2 separate regions of the Sus scrofa genome follow, and region 1 is linked to region 2. The links are chromatin contacts, called in public HiChIP or PLAC-seq maps. All regions are on one chromosome and are shown on one strand. The core of a region is the stretch at or near the end of the contact, and the rest is flanking DNA. Distances in the headings are between cores, read along the strand shown. Region 1 overlaps WNK1 (serine/threonine-protein kinase WNK1). Region 2 overlaps LOC102157617 (a long non-coding RNA gene).

Region 1 (6,028 bases), core at 715-3,214, 130 kb after region 2:
GATATGTTTATTTTCACACACATTCGCAAACCTGCCTTAAAGGTATTTGTAGACTCCAAGTTGAGAGCCTGCATTCTAGAGATTAACATTGCAATACCTTTGCCATATTGTAGTAGCAAAAAAAATGGGGAACGTCCTAAAGATTGATTAGTAGGAAATTATAAGTTGTGATGTCTTCAAACAGTGGATAACTACATAGCAATGGTAATAAATGGAGTAGATAGTCTTGGTAGATAATCTTGTAATATCTCCTTGTACTATCATCAGTGATTTCAAATAATATTGAGTGGAAAAAAGCCAAATTCGAAATAGTACATGCTCTATATTATGTTTTTATGAAAACTTAACGTTGTTTAAAAACCCCCATGGGAATGGTATGTCCATTCAGGGTAGTGGTTGTTATTCAAGGCTGAGGAGTAGTGATAGGAAAGGCATAGGTGCATTTAAATTATGTCTTTGATGTATAATTATTTAACTATCATAGACACATTACATCATTGTATGCCTGGAATATTTTAAGTATGTATTGCATGCTTTGATAGAATATTGTGTGACAGTTTTCAGCTTTAATTTACAGTGCAAAATGTGTGTGTATGGGACTTTGTAAAGGAAAAAACAACAGATTAAGTACTTTTCTCCAATTGATCTCAGATAAGAAGTGAATTAACCTAGGACATGCCAGGCACTTTAAATGTGTGATGGAAACATACCTAGTAGATTATTTAATTCTTACAACAGTTCTATGAGGTGAAGATATCCACAGTTATCTCTTGATATCCCTGGGAGGTGGGGGAAATTGTTTCTAGGACCCCACCCTCCACCCCCTATGGATTCCAAAATCTGAGGATGCTCAAATCCCTTTTATAAAATGGATAGTATTTGTGCATCCTGCTGTATACTTGTAAATCATCTCTAGATTATTTATAATACCTAGTACAATATAAATGCTGTGTAAACAGTTGTAAATCCATTATAAAGGGTATATAAATAGTAATCAGCATGTGAGCAAGCTATTATAATCTTGATTTTTGATTTGCAGTTGGCTGAATCTATGGATGAATGTGGAACCAGTCAGTGTGGAGGGCTTGACTGTATTCATGAAGGAAATTTTAGTCAAAGCAAAGACAAAACTGGAATTTATACTTAGATCTCACCACCTCTAAAACCCATACTTGTTTCATTACTAAATTGAATGTCTCCATCAATAAATGATTTATTTTGGAAGTGGTAAATTGTGCTTCTAAAATGTGTCTATATCTTTAACAGTAAAGATAAATCAGTAAAGAATAATCTCAAGCATGATTTTATATACTTCAGCCTGTTTTCATACTCATGTAACGGGGTGATAAAATTAGTAATTTCAGTGTTAGGATGTTTTAACATTTGATCATTATAATTTAGTACATGTTTAGCATCTAAATTTAACTGTGACTTGGTGTTTTAGTATTTTAAACTACATTCTACTTTGCTTTTTTATTTTAGGATCGAAAATTAACAAAGTCTGAGAGGCAAAGATTTAAAGAAGAAGCTGAAATGTTAAAGGTCTTCAGCATCCCAATATCGTTCGATTCTATGATTCTTGGGAATCCACAGTAAAGGGAAAGAAGTGCATTGTTCTGGTGACTGAACTTATGACATCTGGAACACTTAAAACGTAAGTTCACCAATATTATCAAAGCTGACCAAGAAGTATGAGAGAACTTGTTATTTCAGGCCTTATCCGTTCTTCTCTTGTTGCCTAGCATACTAAGAAAGAAACAGTCACGCCAAACAATGATGTTAGTGTATTAGCACATTTTCCTGTCCACATAGTTCTCTGGTGTATAAAGTGGTTTGATAATTATGTATTGGTCAGTATCAAAATGAGAAGTTGTTTCTGAATAAACCTAGTTACGATTAAGTCACGACAATTGGCATTTCTAAAATTGAGTAAACTTAGAGATCAGAAATCTAATGACAAGGTAGCCCTCTAGTGGTTAAAATGAAGTTGAAGCTTATTAACAAGCTTTACCCATTTATTTTATCACCTTGTATTGGGCAGTTTGTATCAAATGCAGATTGTAGAGTTCCTCTCGTGGCTCAGTGGTTAATGAACCTGACTAGCATCCATGAGGACTCCAGTTCAATCCCTGGCCTCGCTCAGTGGGTTAAGGATCTGGCGTTGCTGTAAGCTATGGTACAGGTCACAGCCCAGCTCGGATCTGCATTGCTGTGGCTATTGTTTAGGCTGGGAGTTAAATCTCTGATTGGACCCCTAGCCTGGGAACCTCCATATGCCTCAGATGTGGCCCTCAAAAGACAAAAAAAAAAAAAAAAAAAAAAAAAAAAAAGAAAGCAGATTGTATTGTGACATTTATCACGAGATAATTTCATTTCCCAAAGCATCAGAAATTGAAGCCAAAACAGCTAGACCTATATTCCCTTCAGGAATACAGATAAGTCAATTGCAGAAATTCCCTGTTCCCTATTACCCAGAGTTTTAAGGTAATATGCTTTTGGAGTCCCATGTCTCTTAGAGTATCTATTATTCATAGGAAACTAGTGTAAATTATGTGCTGTAAATTTTTTGTGGAGGAATTAGATTGTTAAAATTTTTCTCTCTGGAATATATTTATTCCTTATAATTCTCTCTAGTTGGTACTACTGAGCTGGTTAATCCCAGATCTTTGCAACACAGTCTTTCATGTACTGAATCTGGTCACATACGTGTGCTGTTGGATGCTTAAAATTCACATGTTGAAAAGCCAACAGATTATTTCCTCCCTGTAAATTCCAATTTCCCCATCCAGCTTTTCTAATATTTATGGCGACATCTTTCTCCTGGCTGTCTAGACTTCTTATTCTTCACATGTCTGTTTCTTTTCGTAGACTGCGCTCCTTAGCTCTGTGTCTGAAACTTGATAAATATTTGATGAATTAAGGGTGGTAGTAGTTGTGTATATATGTATCTTGAGATTCTTTTCTGGTTTGAATACAGCGGGTTGTCAATAGTCTGTCAGGCATTCCCTATAATAATACCCTACAGTAGCTCACTTGCTCTAGAAACTGTTATTGAAGGGCTTTGGGTAACATAGTGGGTTAAGCCCCTGTAGAAGGATCTTCCCCCATTAACAAACTAAAATGTAGACTATAATAAAGCTTCAAATTTGAAGCTACAAATCTAAGCTTCAAAGAAAGAGGGGGTAAGCTCCTAATAAAAGGTGAAGAAGAAGTAGCCTAAGGCGAAAACAAAGAGTTGATGCCCTGACAGACTATTGGGATTTCACATCAGATAAGGGGTTTGAAGATTGGAAACTAGAATTTTAATGTCCATGTCAGGACAGAAGGCTTTAGAACTCAGTAGAAGGGGGAGCTGGAATTTAGCCTATATCAAAGAAACTGAATTATCCATTAAAATAAAGAACTCTGCACCTCAACCAGTGAAAGCTACAAGGAATTTTGCCCCTCTGCCCAGGACTTTGGCTGAGAGGGGAGTCCCTGTGAAAAACCTCAGCCTAGATCATATACAGGTGGCTCTATAATATAAATTTATACTACCAGCTTGTTACAAATATCTTAGACCAAAAAATGAACATTGTAATTGATCCAAACCCCAGTGTAAACCCACAGGGACACTTTCACCTGATTGGTTATAGTACCTATGGACAAAACAGTCCCCAGCGAAGGTGACCTCAAAATTAAATTACAAATCAGGAGTTCCTATCGTGGCTCAGTGGTTAATGAACCCAGCTAGCATCCATGAGGACTCGGGTTTGATCCCTGGCCTTGCTCAGTGGGTTAAGGATCTGGTGTTGCTGGGAGCTGTGGTATAAGCTCAGATCCCATGTTGCTGTGGTTCTGGCATAGGCCAGCAGCTACAGCTCTGATTCTACCCCTAGCCTGGGAACCTCCATATGCCGCCAGTGTGGCCCTAAAAGACCAAAAGAAAAAATTACAAATCACACCAGCAGAGATGATCAGATACAACAGGAAAGTAGCACTGCAGGAATTAAAGGTACTATAGACAAATTTGAAAGTGATTATAAAATTAACATGTAACAATAAAAAAGATGTAATGATTTTTGTAAGTATATACATCCATATGAAGTGATAAAAGAAGAAACAGAAACTATAATGACAGAATATAACTCCATCAGGAAAGTCCAGGCATAATTATAAAAGACCCAAAGAACTTTTAGGAATAAGGATAAATCTTTAAAATTAAAACTTCCACAGTTAATTTAAACCACAGACTAGATTGAATTGACAAGACTATGAGTAGTCAGAAAGCAGAAAAAGATGGAAAGTATGAAAAAGAAGTTGAGACATGGAGAAGACATTAGATTTCATTATCATTCTAGAAGGAAGGAATCAAGAGAATAAGGAAAGATAATATTTGAGGAAAGGATGGCTCAGATTGAGGATGTTTATATAGTCCAAAACAAGTACTTCATACTTGAAAGAAAACAGAATAGTTAGGAACACTGGTAGCATGTGGAAGGCAAATGGGATGAAAGGGATGAGAATTACTTCCAAAATATAAGCTTTTTGGACCGTCTTGAGTTTGTGCCTTTTTTCCACATATGTATAAATACTTAAATTGAAACAAACACCCATACCTGAAAAATAAGATGGGAAGGTATGGGAAAGGAAAATTTGGTTCAGTAGATTAATTCTAAAGTTAGAGTTGGGAGTTCCCATCGTGGCGCAGTGGTTAACGAATCCGACTAGGAACCATGAGGTTGCGGGTTCGATCCCTGCTGCCCTTGCTCAGTGGGTTAACGATCCGGCGTTGCCGTGAGCTGTGGTGTAGGTTGCAGACGCGGCTCAGATCCCGCATTGCTGTGGCTCTGGCGTAGGCCGGTGGCTACGGCTCCGATTCAACCCCTAGCCTGGGAACCTCCATATGCCGCAGGAGCGGCCCAAGAAATAGCAACAATAACAACAACAACAAAAAAAGACAAAGGACAAAAAAATAAAAAATAAAAATAAAGTTAGAGTTGTTTAAAAATTTGGAATGAAAATCATGTACTATAAAATTAACCTTTTAAAAGTGTACAGTTCAGTAGCATTTATTGCATTTATAATGTTGTTTAACCACATCTGTCAAGTTCATAAACATCTTCATCACCTTAAAAGAACACCCTGTACCCATGAAGCAGTTACTCCCCATTCCCTGTCCCATGCAGTGTATTTTCTGTCTAATTGCATATGATCTAAGTTTTGAGGCATTTTTCTTCTAAGTTTAAAGTTTTCTTTTCCTGTCATTGTTTGTTTCAGTTTCGGAGCCTCAAAGCAAAGGTAGCAGGAGGTAAAGTAGAAAGAGCACTTGACTTAGAGTAGGACTCTACTCCCTGTTTTGACTTTGATCAACTGCGATTTGGGCAAGTAGATCCTCTCTGGGCCTCAGTTGTCCATGTGTAAAATAAGTGATTGGACTAGCTGATCTCTAGGATTTATGGAATGGAATTTTTCTACTGTGATAAAAACATAAAACATAAATTTACCATTTAATTATTTTTAAGTATATAGTTTAGTAATGTTAAGCACATTAATATTGCTGTGCAACCAATCTTGAGAATTCTTCATCTTTCAAAACAAAAACCCGTTAAACGACTCCTCATTCTCCCTTCACTCCAGCCCTTGGCAGGCACCAACTACTTTCTGTCTCTAAGGATATCTCTGATCAAGGTATTTCATATAAATGGAATATAAAAATATATGGCTTTTGTGTTTGACTACTTATACTTAAGCATATTTTCAAGGTTCATGTCACAGCATGTATCAATACTTCATTCCTTTTTATGACTAAGTAGTGTTTCATTTCATGGATACACCACAATTTGTTCATTCATTTGTTGATAGACATTTGGGCTGTTTCCATCTTTTGGCTGTTGGGAAGAGTGCTGCTGTGAACATGTGTGTTCAGTGTTTGTTTGACTACTAGTTTTCATTTCTTTTAGATATATATACCTGAGCAGAATTGCCAAGTCAAATAGTAATTCTATTAATAACATTTTGAGAGCCCATCAAACTTTTCCACAATTGC
Region 2 (5,687 bases), core at 2,345-4,844:
CAGCCCATGGGCTCAGACGCTGCCGCACAGCTCAGAACTCTGAAACTCTTGATTCTACCCTGCTGTGTGCCTGGGATTTGACCTGCCTCTCATGTAAATCTTCACAAGAACCCTGTAGGGATGTATTATTGTTCTCCTCCTGCAAATGAGAAAACCCAGGTGTCCACAGTAGCAGTTTTACAACTGCTGAGGTTCTGGTTTAAAAGGAAGCCAAAGTTTTTTGTAAGTGACCAGGCTTCATACCAGGACGCCAAGTAGGGACCAGACTCCAATCGCCACGGCTTCCTTGTTTGCCTGGCCAGCAAGAAACAAGATCTCCTTAGTAGATCTTTACTCACTCCCTAGAGCGAAGTTGAAGGCCTTTCCAGGCCCTGTCATACCGTGGGAGCAGTCAGTCCACTAGCGACCACCTTGCGGGTGGGGGGCTGTGTTACCAGCTCATCTTTCAGCTCTTAGATTAAATAGCACTTCCCTTGACCCCACAAGTCGGTGTCAGCGGCCTCCCAGCAGCTCTCTTCATCCCTGTCTTGGGAGCCCTTGTCACCCCACCTATTGTAGTTGCCTCTTTCCTTCCCTGTCTCCCTTTGCAGATGGAGAGAAGCTACCTGAGTGCAGGAAATAGCCTTGACTGTAGCCTCAGTCTCTAGCTGGAGCCCAGGTCCAGCTCCCAGGATGCCAGTGTTCCCTAAGAACTCCGTTTCAGAACCACTGAACTAGAATTTGGAATTTAAAAGTAAGTCCAGAGGGGAAACTGGAGACAGCTATAAAAGTTTGACCTTTAATAATTATGATGATAATAAAACAGCTGTTGTTTATTGAGTGTTTATTATGTGACAGGCATTGTTATAAGTGCTTTAGTGCAGTGATCCTTCAGCTTAAATGTGCATACGGGGATCTTGTTATTCTGTTGTGAACCACACAGGAAGTCTGGGATCTTGTTATTCTGATTCATTCTATCTGGGGTGGGGCCTGAGATTCTGCATTTCTGACAAGCTTCCAGGTGATGGTTCATGAGTCATACTTTGTGTATTAACTTATCTTCTTAAAAGTGCTATGACATAGGTATTACTGTTACTCCTGTTTTACACACAAGGAAACTGAGAGGTTAAGTATCTGTGAACTTAGGTCAAAATCAGTAAACTGCAGGGAGGATAGAATGGCCTGAGCACTTACAGTGAGAAGGAGAAAAAGTTCTAGGCAGAAGAAACAGTATTTACAAAAGCCTGCTTGGCATGTGGGGGAAGTGGATCGGGGCTACCCAGAAGGCTGTGGATAGTCCTTAAAAACTTTACAGGAGTTCCCGTCGTGGCACAGTGGTTAACGAATCCGACTAGGAACCATGAGGTTTCGGGTTCGGTCCCTGCCCTTGCTCAGTGGGTTAACGATCTGGCGTTGCCGTGAGCTGTGGTGTAGGTTGCAGACGCGGCTCGGATCCAGCATTGCTGTGGCTCTGGCGTAGGCCGGTGGCTACAGCTCCAATTCGACCCCTAGCCTGGGAACCTCCATATGCCGCGGGAGCGGCCCAAGAAATAGCAACAACAACAAAAGACAAAAGACAAAAAAAAAAAAAACAAAAAAACAAAAAAACAACTTTCCAAAGGCCCCCAGTATTTGAGGCCTGAAAAAACTATATTGACATCTGCATGTGAAAACTGAATATTTAAATTAACCACTTTGACATTCAAAGTATTAAAAATCCTTTCAATTTTTTTTACGTGAAAAGATGCCGATCTGGTGAATGATATGAGTATATTTTGGTACATTTGATTAAAACAGGGGAAGGGCCTCTCAAGCCTAGGGCCTGCTAAGGCTAGGACAGGCCCTGACCACATTGCATTTGGATGTAATCCTGAGGGCAGCTGGGAACCACTGATAGAAGCAGGAAAATGTTCTCTGTGGCTTCAGTGAGGAGAATGGGTTGGAAAGAGGCCAGACTGGAGGCCTAGCAGCTCGAAACCAGCTAGGCGTTTACAGCCTTCAGACTGCAAGACAGTCTCTGCCGAGTGCCAAGGTAAAATGATAGCATTGTACAACCCAATTATTCTCTGATTCCTCCAGCCCCAGTCTGACTCAGCATTCTAAATTTACTTAAGATTTGGGGACAGGGGTTTTGCCAAATCCTTTCTCATTAAGGCCAGTGATGTTACAGTCCAGGGCAGAGCACATGCCTTGAGTGGACAGCCATGAATGTGAACCTCAGCTCTGCTATTTGCTGCGTGACTTTGCATAAGTGATTTAACTTCTCTGAGCCTGAGGCTCTTGATTGGGCATAATACCTTCCATGCAGAATTAAGTGAGATAAACTCAACTTACAGTGCCTCCTGCAGAAGACGTAGTGCTTATGGATGGCAGCTGTTAGCCCGTGTGTGCCATTGTTCTGAGACCTAGTCGAGTTTTCTGAACAAAGGTGGGGTAAATGATTAAATCTTTCCATCAGTCTTCTGAAGTAGAGATTATTATCCCCATTTTGCAGGTAAGGAAAGGGACTCAGACGAGATCCCTCAGCTCAGGGAACCGGGGCAGAGAGTGGGGAGCCTGCAAGAGCTGGACTGTGCTTGATTTTACTTGGGTTTGGGGACATTCTCCAGCAGTTGGCATCTGCTGCCTCCACCACCTCTTGTGGCCCCAAACCTCTTCCGCTTAGTCATGGCCTGACTTGGGCCTGATGGCCCACCACTGAGCACTGTCCTGGGGCACGACCAACCTCTTTCTCCCTCCTCCCCATCCTTGCCTGACCTCCCTCCTATCTTGCTCCACCCCACCCCCACCCCCCGATTTTACAGCTTCTGGATTTTCCTTATGGAAGAGCTCATCTCTTTGAACTGCAGACAGAACTGCCCTGGACTGGGATGCCTGCCAGGGTCTCTCCCTTTAAAGGGAGTAGATAAGTAGGTCACATCAGGATGACAGAGGAGGATGCTGACTTCTTCTGGGAGGAGGAAAAATACTGCACATCCCATGGAGAATGGAAAACAAAGTAACAGGGCTCCTCTGTGTCCCGGTCCTTCTGTCGCCTGTCTCTGACAGTGACAGTCCCCTGCAGGCTGCTACTGTGAAATGCATGTGGAGACAACCAGGCAATCCTGAATGCTTGGGGTCTGGGGACACCAATGGACACCGTATTGAGCAGAAGCTTGTCTACTGTGTGCTTCCCCCTACCCTAGCCTGCCTCCTCTTCAGCACCCCCACCACCAACAGCCAGGATACTGGAGAGGAGAAATCGTAGCTTTTATGGAGGATCCGGAGCTTTTGCTCCTTGGACCCTGCAGCTTGTAGGCCCTGTGGGGCCGAGAAGGCCTTGGCTGTCCGGCGATACTGCCTGGCACTGCCCAGCGTCTGGTTTACAGAGATTGTTGTGGCAACCAGAACAGTCTGGGGTTTTGCAAGATTTCTGTTCCCCACTCCCACCCCTCACCCTCTTGAAGGCCGTTCACAATCAGGGGTGTGGATGAGCATTAAATTACAGAGATTGCTGTGAAAACCAGAGAGAGAGACAGGGTGTGGCATCAGAGGTCCGGCACAGCCAGCTCCACCCTGCCCTGCCATCCCTGGGGACTGAGCCCTGTTTGAATCATAACACTGGGCGGCCACATTTCTAGGAAACTGCAGCTGCAGGGGAAAGGTCCCAGCTGTATGAATGAGACCAGCCTGGCTGTGAACAGATTAGGACTGAAAATGTGTTTCCAGGCTGATGCTGGCCCCTGGACTCTGTGCCTGGGCACAAGGCAGGCACACAAAACAGAGACCAAAGCCTGACCTTAGCACTCCGGGGTGACCCACCCTGGTTCCTGGATGGGGGCTGTGGAAACGGGGAGTCCACCACAGAGAGGTGCACGGGTTTTCCATTGTCCTGGCTTGGGGCTTGGCGAACTCCCAGCTCTGGGGCTTGCCATCCAGGACAGTGCAGTCCTTTTGCAGAGACACTCCAGATTGCAGGAGCCTGCCTGGCTGGTGTTTCAGCACTGCCCCCTGCCCTCTCTCCTCCTGTCCCCAGGGCCCTGTAATTTTTTTTTCCTCCACTGCCCAAGAGAAAGCAAGTGTCCCCCACCCAGGTGGCCTACGGGGAAGTCACATTCATGCCTGTAGTTGTCCTCCTGCACGAGAGGCAGGGCTGGGTGACAGGAAAGAGAAAGCCGTCTTCTCTGGTGCCCTTCACTATGCTTCATCTCCCCAGGGGGCTGGGCCTGTCTAACACACCCCTTTCCCAGGCTGCAGTAACCCCAAACCGTCTCATCAGAGTGGGTGTAAATCCCCACAAGTATGTGGCAGGCAAGTAGCAGCAGGGACAGTGTGGTCGTGGCTGCATCAGAACAAGAAGTCTGGGCTTGTGAGACTTGGATCCCGTGTGCTCTCAGAAGCTTGACTGGCAGCCCCGCCTCCCTGGCATCTGCTCCAACCAGGGTCTGGCTTTGGCACCATCCCTGCCTGACTCTGGGTGGGCTGCCTTCCTCCAGGTCCAGTGCACGTGCTACTCCTTGGCGTATCTGGGATTACCTGGAGGCAGGGAGGCCAGGCTTGGAGACTCCATCACCCCCACCCCAGTCAATCAATCATGTCTCTAAGTAGTGGTTCTGAAACTTTATGTGCATCAGAATAACCAAGGGATGTGTTAAGATGCAGATTGCCTGGCCGGGTCCCAGGGTTTCTGATCCTGTAGATCCCCAGTGAGCCTGATAATTTGCATTTCTAATAAGCTTCCAAGTGATGGGAGGCTGTAGCACCAGGGACCACATCTGGAAACCATTGAGCCAGAGCAGGACAAATGGAAAACCTAGGTTTGAGTCCTGCCCTGATGCTTTGCTTGGGCTCCAGGAACTTCAGTCCCTCTATTGTCAAAGGTGGAGTCATGACCACTGAGTGGTTGGGAAGATCAAGTTCTTGACACTGGATGTACGCACTGTGTTTGGCAAGTTGAGTGTGTGGGTTAGTCCACAGTTACAGTCTTTATTGAGGAGTTTGTCTGCTGTCCATTGGATCCTCGGCCCAGTGTGGTGGCTTCTTTGGACAGATTGTGTGTGAGAATTCTAAGGTCCAGTTAAACATCACACATCTCTGGACCTTTGTTGTCTCCTTTGGAAAACAAGGCCTTTGGTCTGCTAGACTAATGGCCCCTCCAGGTCCCGTTTTGAAGCCCATCTCTGGGAGGTGGGGTAGGTCTTGGGAGGCACAGCCATCATTTTCATTCCTTGCCCACCCCTTTCCAGGACCTCCACCTGAAAACCCAGGAGCCTCTGCAGAGCAAAGAACATCGATCACTAGTCATTGGTCATCTCAGCCCAGAGAGGGGTGGCACAGCCTTCAAGGTCCATCATAATCTGGTTCCAACCTTCCTTTATAATCACATATCTTGGAGTTCCTATCATGGCTCAGTGGAAACAAATCTGACTAGTATCCATGAGGACACAGGTTCAATCCCTGGCCTGGCTCTGTGGGTTAAGGATCTGGCGTTACCATCTGCTGTGGTGTAAGTTACAGATGTGGTTTGGATCCTGCGTTGCTGTGGCTGTGGCATAGGCCAGCAGCTGTATCTCCGATTCGACCCCTAGCCCTGGGAACCTCCATATGCTGTGGGTGTGGCCATAAAAAGACAACCCCCAAAACAAACAAACAAACAAAAAATCACATTTATCACTGTCTCTCCATTCACTGTGTAGTCTAAACAAATCAGGCTACTCATCCTTCCTCAG

What was found. HiChIP or PLAC-seq counts read pairs in DNA pulled down with a chosen protein or histone mark.
Region 1: an H3K27ac HiChIP or PLAC-seq map of alveolar macrophages shows a contact between it and region 2. The contact joins two enhancer-like sites. A contact is called at or near these places in 1 of 47 Hi-C or Micro-C datasets (embryonic fibroblasts) and 2 of 2 datasets of contacts at active chromatin or transcription factors (alveolar macrophages and skeletal muscle).

The regions. Positions count from the first base shown.
Region 1 is chr5:68,054,502-68,060,529 of Sscrofa11.1, forward strand. WNK1 (serine/threonine-protein kinase WNK1) reads left to right here. Exons shown (of 29, transcript XM_013997884.2): 2 at 1,483-1,534; 3 at 1,537-1,654. Among named protein-coding and RNA genes, the nearest start is that of WNK1, 57 kb to the left of the region's middle. Within about 2 kb of position 1,965, at least 7 of the 83 cell types and tissues checked have an H3K27ac peak or open chromatin away from gene starts, as enhancers often do. A contact at or near this core is called in alveolar macrophages, where this site is marked.
Region 2 is chr5:67,918,142-67,923,828 of Sscrofa11.1, forward strand. LOC102157617 (a long non-coding RNA gene) reads left to right here. Exons shown (of 3, transcript XR_002344145.1): 1 at 1-93; 2 at 591-733. Among named protein-coding and RNA genes, the nearest start is that of WNK1, 80 kb to the right of the region's middle. Within about 2 kb of position 3,595, at least 20 of the 83 cell types and tissues checked have an H3K27ac peak or open chromatin away from gene starts, as enhancers often do. A contact at or near this core is called in alveolar macrophages, where this site is marked.